2 separate regions of the Zea mays genome follow, and region 1 is linked to region 2. A link is a contact called in public Hi-C data. All regions are on one chromosome and are shown on one strand. Each heading gives the region's core, a stretch centred on a gene start, on an enhancer-like site or on the middle of the called end of the contact. The rest is flanking DNA. Distances are from core to core; before and after follow the strand shown. Region 1 holds the start of LOC100284410. Region 2 overlaps LOC100382343 (DNA gyrase subunit B mitochondrial).

Evidence for each region. Hi-C and Micro-C count contacts between places; a contact is called where the count stands out from the background.
Region 1: a contact with region 2 is called in a Hi-C map of tassel, with 2.8 times the contacts expected there. The contact joins the promoter of LOC100284410 here to the enhancer-like site in region 2. A contact is called at or near these places in 3 of 25 Hi-C or Micro-C datasets (ear, leaf and tassel).

What each region holds. Positions count from the first base shown.
Region 1 is chr3:43,770,197-43,774,088 of Zm-B73-REFERENCE-NAM-5.0, reverse strand. It overlaps LOC100284410, which reads left to right and starts at 1,819. Exons shown (of 5, transcript NM_001157305.2): 1 at 1,819-1,986; 2 at 2,175-2,330; 3 at 2,948-2,999; 4 at 3,076-3,142. The coding sequence starts at 2,175.
Region 2 is chr3:42,800,986-42,804,894 of Zm-B73-REFERENCE-NAM-5.0, reverse strand. LOC100382343 (DNA gyrase subunit B mitochondrial) reads left to right here. Exons shown (of 21, transcript NM_001175090.1): 18 at 415-468; 19 at 550-655; 20 at 940-1,070; 21 at 1,157-1,557. The coding sequence ends at 1,225. Among protein-coding and RNA genes, the nearest start is that of LOC100382343, 18 kb to the left of the region's middle. Within about 2 kb of position 1,929, at least 13 of the 20 cell types and tissues checked have an H3K27ac peak or open chromatin away from gene starts, as enhancers often do. A contact at or near this core is called in ear and tassel, where this site is marked.

The sequences.
Region 1 (3,892 bases), core at 570-3,069, 970 kb before region 2:
TTTGGTGATTAGATTCCCAACACATAATGTTTTAGTTCATATGAGCTAAGTGGTTGAGAAGTGCAAATCAAGAATCAAGGTATGTTTATAGCCCTAGTAAAATGTTTTTGGATACTAATATATTTCTCTAAGTGCTAGGAACATAGCCAAGAAAACTGGAATCGGACAGGAGAAGTTTTAGATAAGTTTAGCCAAACCTGCACCAGCCTGTAGTGCACCGGACTGTCCGGTGCCCAGGTTGGCCCGACGACGAACTCGTCGCTCTCGGGAAAAAGCGAAGGCGCCACGGCTAAAATTCACCGGACTGTCCGGTGAGCCAACGGCGCCCGCGACCAACGGTCGGCAGCGCAATCAGCGGGCGACGCCTGGCCCGCACTAACGATCAGTTGGTCACACCGGACTGTCAGGTGGGCAACGGACAGTGTCCGGTGCGCCAACGGGACCAAAGGTCCAACGGTCGTCTGCGCCCGATAAAGAAGGAGATCGGGCTCCAGACTGCTACTGTTCATGTCCGGTGGTGCACCAGACTATCCGGTGCGCCACCCGACAGAAGGCAAGAATTGCCTTCCAATTGGATCTCCAACGGCTCCTAGCTGCCTTAGGACTATAAAAGGGACCCCTAGGCGCATGGAGTAGTACACCAAGCATTCTCTGATCATCCCTAGACGCCTAGACTCCGCCACCATGCATTTGGATCACTGTGTTAGAGATTTGAGCAACATTTGAGTTGCGAACTCTCTGTGCCGTGTTTTGTGCTCACGTCTTAGCTTGAGTGTGTGTGTTTGCTGCGAATTGAGTCTTGCGTGTGTTGCTTTCCCTCCCTTACTCTTGTGCTTCTCTTGTGATCAAATATTGTAAGGGCGAGAGGCTCCAATTTGTGGAGATTCCTCGCAAACGGGAAAACTGCGAAGGAAGGAAACCATGGTACTCAAAGTTGATCATTGGATCACTTGAGAGGGATTGAGTACAATCCTTGACCGAAGGAGGTCAACACAACGTGAAGTAGGCATTGATCGAACCACGGGATAAAAATCACCGTGTCTTGTGTCCATCTTAATTGTGATTTGTTTTCTTCTAAAGTTCCCACTTTAGCAACCTGGTTTTAAATCGCACTAACACTTCATAACCAAGTTTTGGCTATTTAGTACTTGATTTTACAGGATCACCTATTCACCCCCTCTAGGAGCTCTCATGAACTCTCTTCTAATTGCTCACTTCATTGGTCGTGTTGTACCAAGACATATTGCATGGGGTAAACAATAACATCAGTTAGGCAAATAAAAAAATATTATACAGAGAGCGGAGACAATCAATAAAAAACCTTGAATTTTTTTATGGATAGTTCACGTGGGTATTATTGTAAGCCGTCGTAACGCATGGGCAACGACTAAGGGTGTGTTTGGTTTGACTTTTAGCTTTGGCTTTTGCCCCTAAAAGCCAAAGGTCAAACCAAATGGCCGAATCTGAAAGGCAGCTTTTTCTAAAAGCCGATTTTCTTGTAGTGTAAAACTGAAAGCATCTCTAGACCTGCTTTTAGTAGCTTTTATGTGGAACTGTGAAAATATATATGGAATAATTTTTAGCGGTTTTTAATGGTTTCCACTAAACGATTTTTAGCTTTTTAGCAGTTCACAGCACACAACAACTTTTTTTACAGCTCACAACAGTTTTTTCACAGCCACAGTCCAACCAAATAGACCCTAATATGCTAATATGCTTTGAAAACTTGTGATTCGGACAATTTTATTATTAAAAGATAAATTAAAAAACCTCATCAAAATAAAAAGATGTTTTCCGAGCTGCCCCAGAGGCCCAGCCCACGGTGTCAGTGTCACCTCTGCTATTTCTTCACCCGTCCGTTCACTTGCGTTCATCCGGCCTACGTTAAAATCTCTCCATCCCGGCGACGACTGGCGACAGCCGCTGCCGGCCTACTCCAGGTCCCCAGGTCTACGTCGGACCCTTCGCCGCGGCGAACACCACCAGGTAACGCAACCCTTATTCTCTCCCTGCTGTGCGAAACCGAGCACCCAAACCCTAATTTAAGCTATTTGTATTCGGATCTGATCTAATTACTACAAGTGGATATGTATTATGCCTACTAACTTTGATTTTTTGGGGAAAAATATCGGGTGTACAGAGATCTGTCACTGATTTTGCAGTCCTCTTGTCAGATGGCGAGCACGGGGCGGTCGATGCTGCTGTCACTGCTCCTCTTCGCAGTGACGCTGTCGCTGCTGGAGATGTACAGGGCCAAGTTCGCCTCGTCGGAGCTCATGACCATTGCCGGTGGATTCGTCTGCTCCCTCCTATTCCTGCTACTCCTCACCGTGCGTTTCTCCTTGTAGTTCCTGTTATTTCTAACTTTCTTTCTCGTTCCTCAAATGGTGCATTGGTGCAGAAGCCATTGGCATTGGAAATATTTGCAATTTGGCCACCCCCAAGTGGTGTTGACACTTTGCTAGTTTGCCATCTATGATTTGTGGGTCTGGTATGATTTGTGGGTCTGGTGGCAAATTAGCGAAGTCCACTGTCGATGGTGGCAAAGACATTGCCCCTCTTTCTGATTTGCTAAATTGAAGTGGTAATGTACGGCCACAGTGAAGTAGTAAATAAACATAGGGCGTGTTTGGTCAGGAACCAGCCGTCGTAAATGAGGTGGTGTACCATGCATGACTTTATCCCATGAAATTTATTTGGTGGGATGACTCCATCCTCATGCGTCATGGTGGATTAATCCATTTCATTCTAAAAACCAAACAAAAAAGTGAGTGAGATGACGATAACCATCCCCTTATGTTGGTGTGGATATCCGTTTTATGGTTACTTCTGTGTTATAACATTAATTACTTCTGGATTCGTCGGCTCTTCATCAAGATTCAAGAAGTGTGCTTACTGCTTGGAATTTTGTCTTATTATGAACTGATAATTGGAACAACTTTTGCAGTTTATTGGAAACTATCAAGAAGCTAGTGGAGATAGAACTGGGTGGGGTGCAGGTATGTATGGCATATGATCTCTCATGTCTTCTCATAGTCTTTTTTTGACTTTGATCACTGTCGCTCCTCCTTGCAGTTGTTGTAGCACAACTTGTAGCTCTTATTGTAGCCGGCACTGTCCACCGTGTCTGTATCACAACATGGTATGTTACCTTGAACACACACCAATGATTTTTTACCAGCCATTAGCATTTATTCTGCCTCATGGATCCATCAATGCTTCCTTTGTGTTAAATAAGGAATTTGTTGAGAACTTAGCATTATCGATAGGTCATAGGTGCTAGTTTGAACATTCTATTGGAATGTTTGTCTATGAGGTTTTCTCTGTTCTGATGCCAGGAAAAGAAAACAAGTCACTTGTTTAGGTAAAGGAGTTGGAACCTCGAATTGTTAATTGAGTCATGTGCAAAACTTAGTTTATTGTTATTAAGGCATGCATCATATATATTTCTTGTGAACCTGGGATTTTTTCTTTCTGGTGCTGTCATCTTAAGGTCAAAATGCATAGTTCACGTGTTCAACCTCAAAACAGTCTAGTGTCAACATAGATAACATACAATCATACATTATGTACTGGTTGGAAGTTGGAACTGATTTCTGGTCAGCAGCCAGAGAATCAAGTAACAGTTATGCAATGTCTGTCCTTTGTTCACTGTTGTTAACTGTGTTGTTATGAATGAGTACTAACACTAGTAATTTGCATGTTGTGAAAACTGTAGAAAATGCTATGGTCTGACTACATTATTCATTAGTTTGATGTTCGATCCCAACAGATGCCTAATGTTGTCAGCACAATGTTTAAGTTTGTAAGGCAGATGGCTAGTTGGCTAGCAGTTGAGTAAAATCCATTTTATACAAAATGATATATCAGTGACCCTTCTGCAGTTTCAGAT
Region 2 (3,909 bases), core at 680-3,179:
ACTCCATCGTTGTTGGTAACAATTAGGGGTGCAAACGGATACTTATTCGGATATCCGTTTTTTGGTCTTTTTTCTTTGATTTTGAATTAATAAAATATAGAATCTGCTATGCAAATCTATATTCCACGCTCAAATATATCATGTCTTCTCAAATAATAGATATAAATTTCGGATACATATTGGATACAGATATTTTTTCACCTTTTTGGTAGTAGGGAGCAAATAATGTATAAAACAATTTATACAAAAAAATATTCTTATTTATAATAATGTGCTTCATAACATAAGAAGAGATTAGCATCAAATTTCATACATATATATTTTAAAATATTAAATGAAGTTTTTTATTTCAAATTTCATACATATCTATTTTAAAATATTAAATGAAGTTTTTTATTTCCTTACGATCTGCAGAGAGCATTATTTGATGAAGGTTGCATCTACGTTGGTGTACCTCCTCTTTACAAGGTTTGATTGTGGCTTCAAGTTTAGTAGTCTTGAAGACGAATTGATCTTAATTGTTAAAAGTTGTGTATGTTGTGGTGTTAGGTTGAGCGTGGAAAACTAGCACATTACTGCTATGATGATGCCGACCTCAAAGAGATAGTTAACACCTTCCCTGCAAATGCATCATATCATATCCAGAGGTTTAAAGGTACATTTAACTATTGAACAATGAGCTTCTAAGAAAATATCCTGGCACATAAAAAAACATTTTTCTTACTTCAGTGCACATTTTTAATTGCCTTCTATTTCATCTTGACAAACCCCTCAAACTGGCACCCATCCTCCCCACCTCCAACCGACAGATTATTTGTCTCCACTCACCCTGACTGGATGACTATACCGTCTTATGTCGGTTTCAAGTCTTTACATATTCAGTGGTTCTTATGTTTCCTTTGTCGTTATCTTCTATTTGCTTTTCTGGTGTTGCAACAGGTTTGGGTGAGATGATGCCTGCACAATTATGGGAAACAACGATGGATCCTGAGAGGCGGCTGTTGAAGCAGCTTAGGGTTGAAGATGCTGCCGAGGCCAATGTTGTGTTCTCGTCACTTATGGGCACCCGGGTAAGCAACCAAGATTCCTAAAAACACTTAGAAGCTAATGTTTTATTCTCCATGTTACTAAAAATCTCCATATTGTATCTTTCCAGGTTGAATATAGGAAGGAACTGATCCAGAAAGCTGCTAGCATGATCAACATAGATCAACTTGACATTTGAAGGCATTAAGTAAGGCTGTCCTTTCTGTGTATGATATAGAAGGTCCGCCACCTGCTGCTTTTCTTGCCACTCCAACAGGATTCTAGCGTTGCAGACTTGATGATACCTTGGCAACATCTTTTTGGTGCTAGAGTAGCAGAAAACGTAGGGTACAAACATTGGATCCAGGATGAGAGCTGGGTTTCCTAACGAAAACTCTGATTCATTTGTGGCGGTGCTATAACCATTTCAGCTTGACAGTTCAGAGCTCACGGGTGTAGTTCCCTGCTGACATCGTTCCTCCGATACGGTGTAATATGCTTTTATATCTATCGCCTAATATTTGCTTCATGATTCCGTGTCTCCTTTCTTAATCTGGCAGTTAAGTATCTGTATGAGCTATGGATTCGTCTGATGTTTAAATTGGACGGTTTGAACCCAGTTGACATGTGAGCAATATCTGGTTTGGTTTATAGGTACCAGGTTTAGAGAGCAATATCTAAGAGATTTTGTAAACTAAATCTCCAAACTCAATATTTAGTGGATCGTTGAAATAGATAGCTCTTCATAATAACATTCCAACGGACTCTTCATAATTGAAGCCACTCTGCATATTTCAATGGGGCACGTAACAGATCCAGTTTCGTTGTCGCTTGCGCCGTCTGTTGTCTCGCACGCTCGACGCGTTAACTGGACTAGGCCAGAGCTATAGAACGAGGCACTGGCGCCCTGCCATTGGCCAGCCGCGAGGCACTTCTCTGCATTTGTCATCGGTGCTGACATTTACCCGCCTGCCCATAGCCCTTTCGTCAGCTACTGAGGTACTGCAGCCGGCTACGCTGGGATTCCAACGCCGGGGAAGAGTACAGTACAACCGACCAGGGCCAAGTCAGGTAGGTTTTTCGGTGGCATCCCCTTATAATTTTTCCCTTATCCTAAGGTGGTCCTCTATCGTGAATTTCCGAAGTTTTTGGATGTGTTTAGTTCACCTTTCTAAAACAAATTTGCTGTAAAAAATATGGAATCTCAACCAAACGTCTACAACAGAATAGATTCCTGGAAATCTACATATTTCTCCGGTTCAGTTTAGAATTAACTTCTACCCCATACTTTCTAGGTTCATGCTATCTATTTAGTTGTCAGCTGTTTAGCCAAACATATTTTAGTTTTTCCAACTGTAAGACCACAATAATTTTTTTCACAGTTCAGAGTTAGAATAAGATTATTCAGGAATCGCAAAACCATTAGCTCGCAACACCTTTTTTTGTAGTTCACAACTAGAATCAGATTTGCAGGAATCTACAACTAAACCAAATAGACCCTGAATCAAGTGAGGATTCCTTGGACCATTCCGATGATGATGATGAAATATATGCTACTGGACAGAGCATACACTAAACAGTTGCGTCGTGGCTCCATAGAAGGACATCCGATATTGAATCGTGATAACCTCTAGCTGAGTTGGTTAGTTGGTCTGAGTAGCAATCCTCAAGTTCTATGTTCGATTTCCCGTGGGAGTGAATTTTAGGCTGAGATTAAAAAAAATACTCGTCGGTTCCCTTGGTCGGTATGGATGAACCAACCTATGGTGGATGGGCCCGTGTAAGGGAATGATTATGTGGGTTGGACCTCAAAGCATGGGTCAAGGCCTGAACCATAGGGAACCACATCCCCATGTATAAGTGATTGGGCTCTAGTTGAGCACTTCTTAGTGAAATATTGTCGGTGTTTCGTAACCACAAGATAGTTATTCTAGTGGTTTGTGTGTCTTGGTGTGGATGATGTGCAAAGTGGACACAAAGATTTTATATTAGTTCGGACGACTGAATGTCCATGCGTCTAGTTGAGTAACTTGTGTTACCTTGCACTTAGTTTGTAGTAGGGGGTTACAAATAGGCGAGAGAGGGAAGAGCTCCCAAGTCTCTAGTGAGTGTGCGAGCGAGGTGACAAGTTCTCTATGCGATTACAAGTGTGATGTGTTGACTTGTTGGCTATGTCTACAAGTGGTTGCACGTCCTCATATCATGATCCTTCCCTTCCTTTCATAGGCCAAGGTTAGAGAAGGATCTATTAGATAAGTCCGAGGGGTCAGACGGAATGATTAGGGGCCAGACCCTATTATGTAGCTTCTTTTCCTCTAGGGTTCTCGCCGGCCGAAGAACTCCATGGATGAGCCTTCTTCTGTCAAGGTACTATAGAGATGCCATCGTTATCCTAAACCATGTCGTTATGCACCATCTTGTCCTGTAGTGGTTTATTTGTCGTACTTTGTTGACTTATCTGTGATGGGGTGATTGAACATGTGTTTGGCGTCATGCCATGACATGTGACGACTGTATTCTAACATACCAACGTCATTTAGGCCACACACCCATGTTAGAGTCTGACTCATATGTTCCCATGTCTATAGTGCTCGAGATGGTACAAACTAACAAATTTTAGACCCACGCGGTCGGGCAAAGTATTTGACCTCTAGGCAAGGCGGAACTCTAGGTTAAGGTTTCCTAGCCTCGAGATTCTTGTGGGTCAGGGTTAGGTGAAGCAGAGACTTGAGGATAAGTCGCTTTTCTTGAGACCCTTAGGGATCGAGGGTCAAGCGAGACAAAATCGTAAGGTGGATCCGCTCGTCTCCTAGACCCATGTGGGTAAGGGGTTCAGTGAGACATGGTTGGCCTCATAAAGTGATTGCTTCGCCTCCAAAGGAG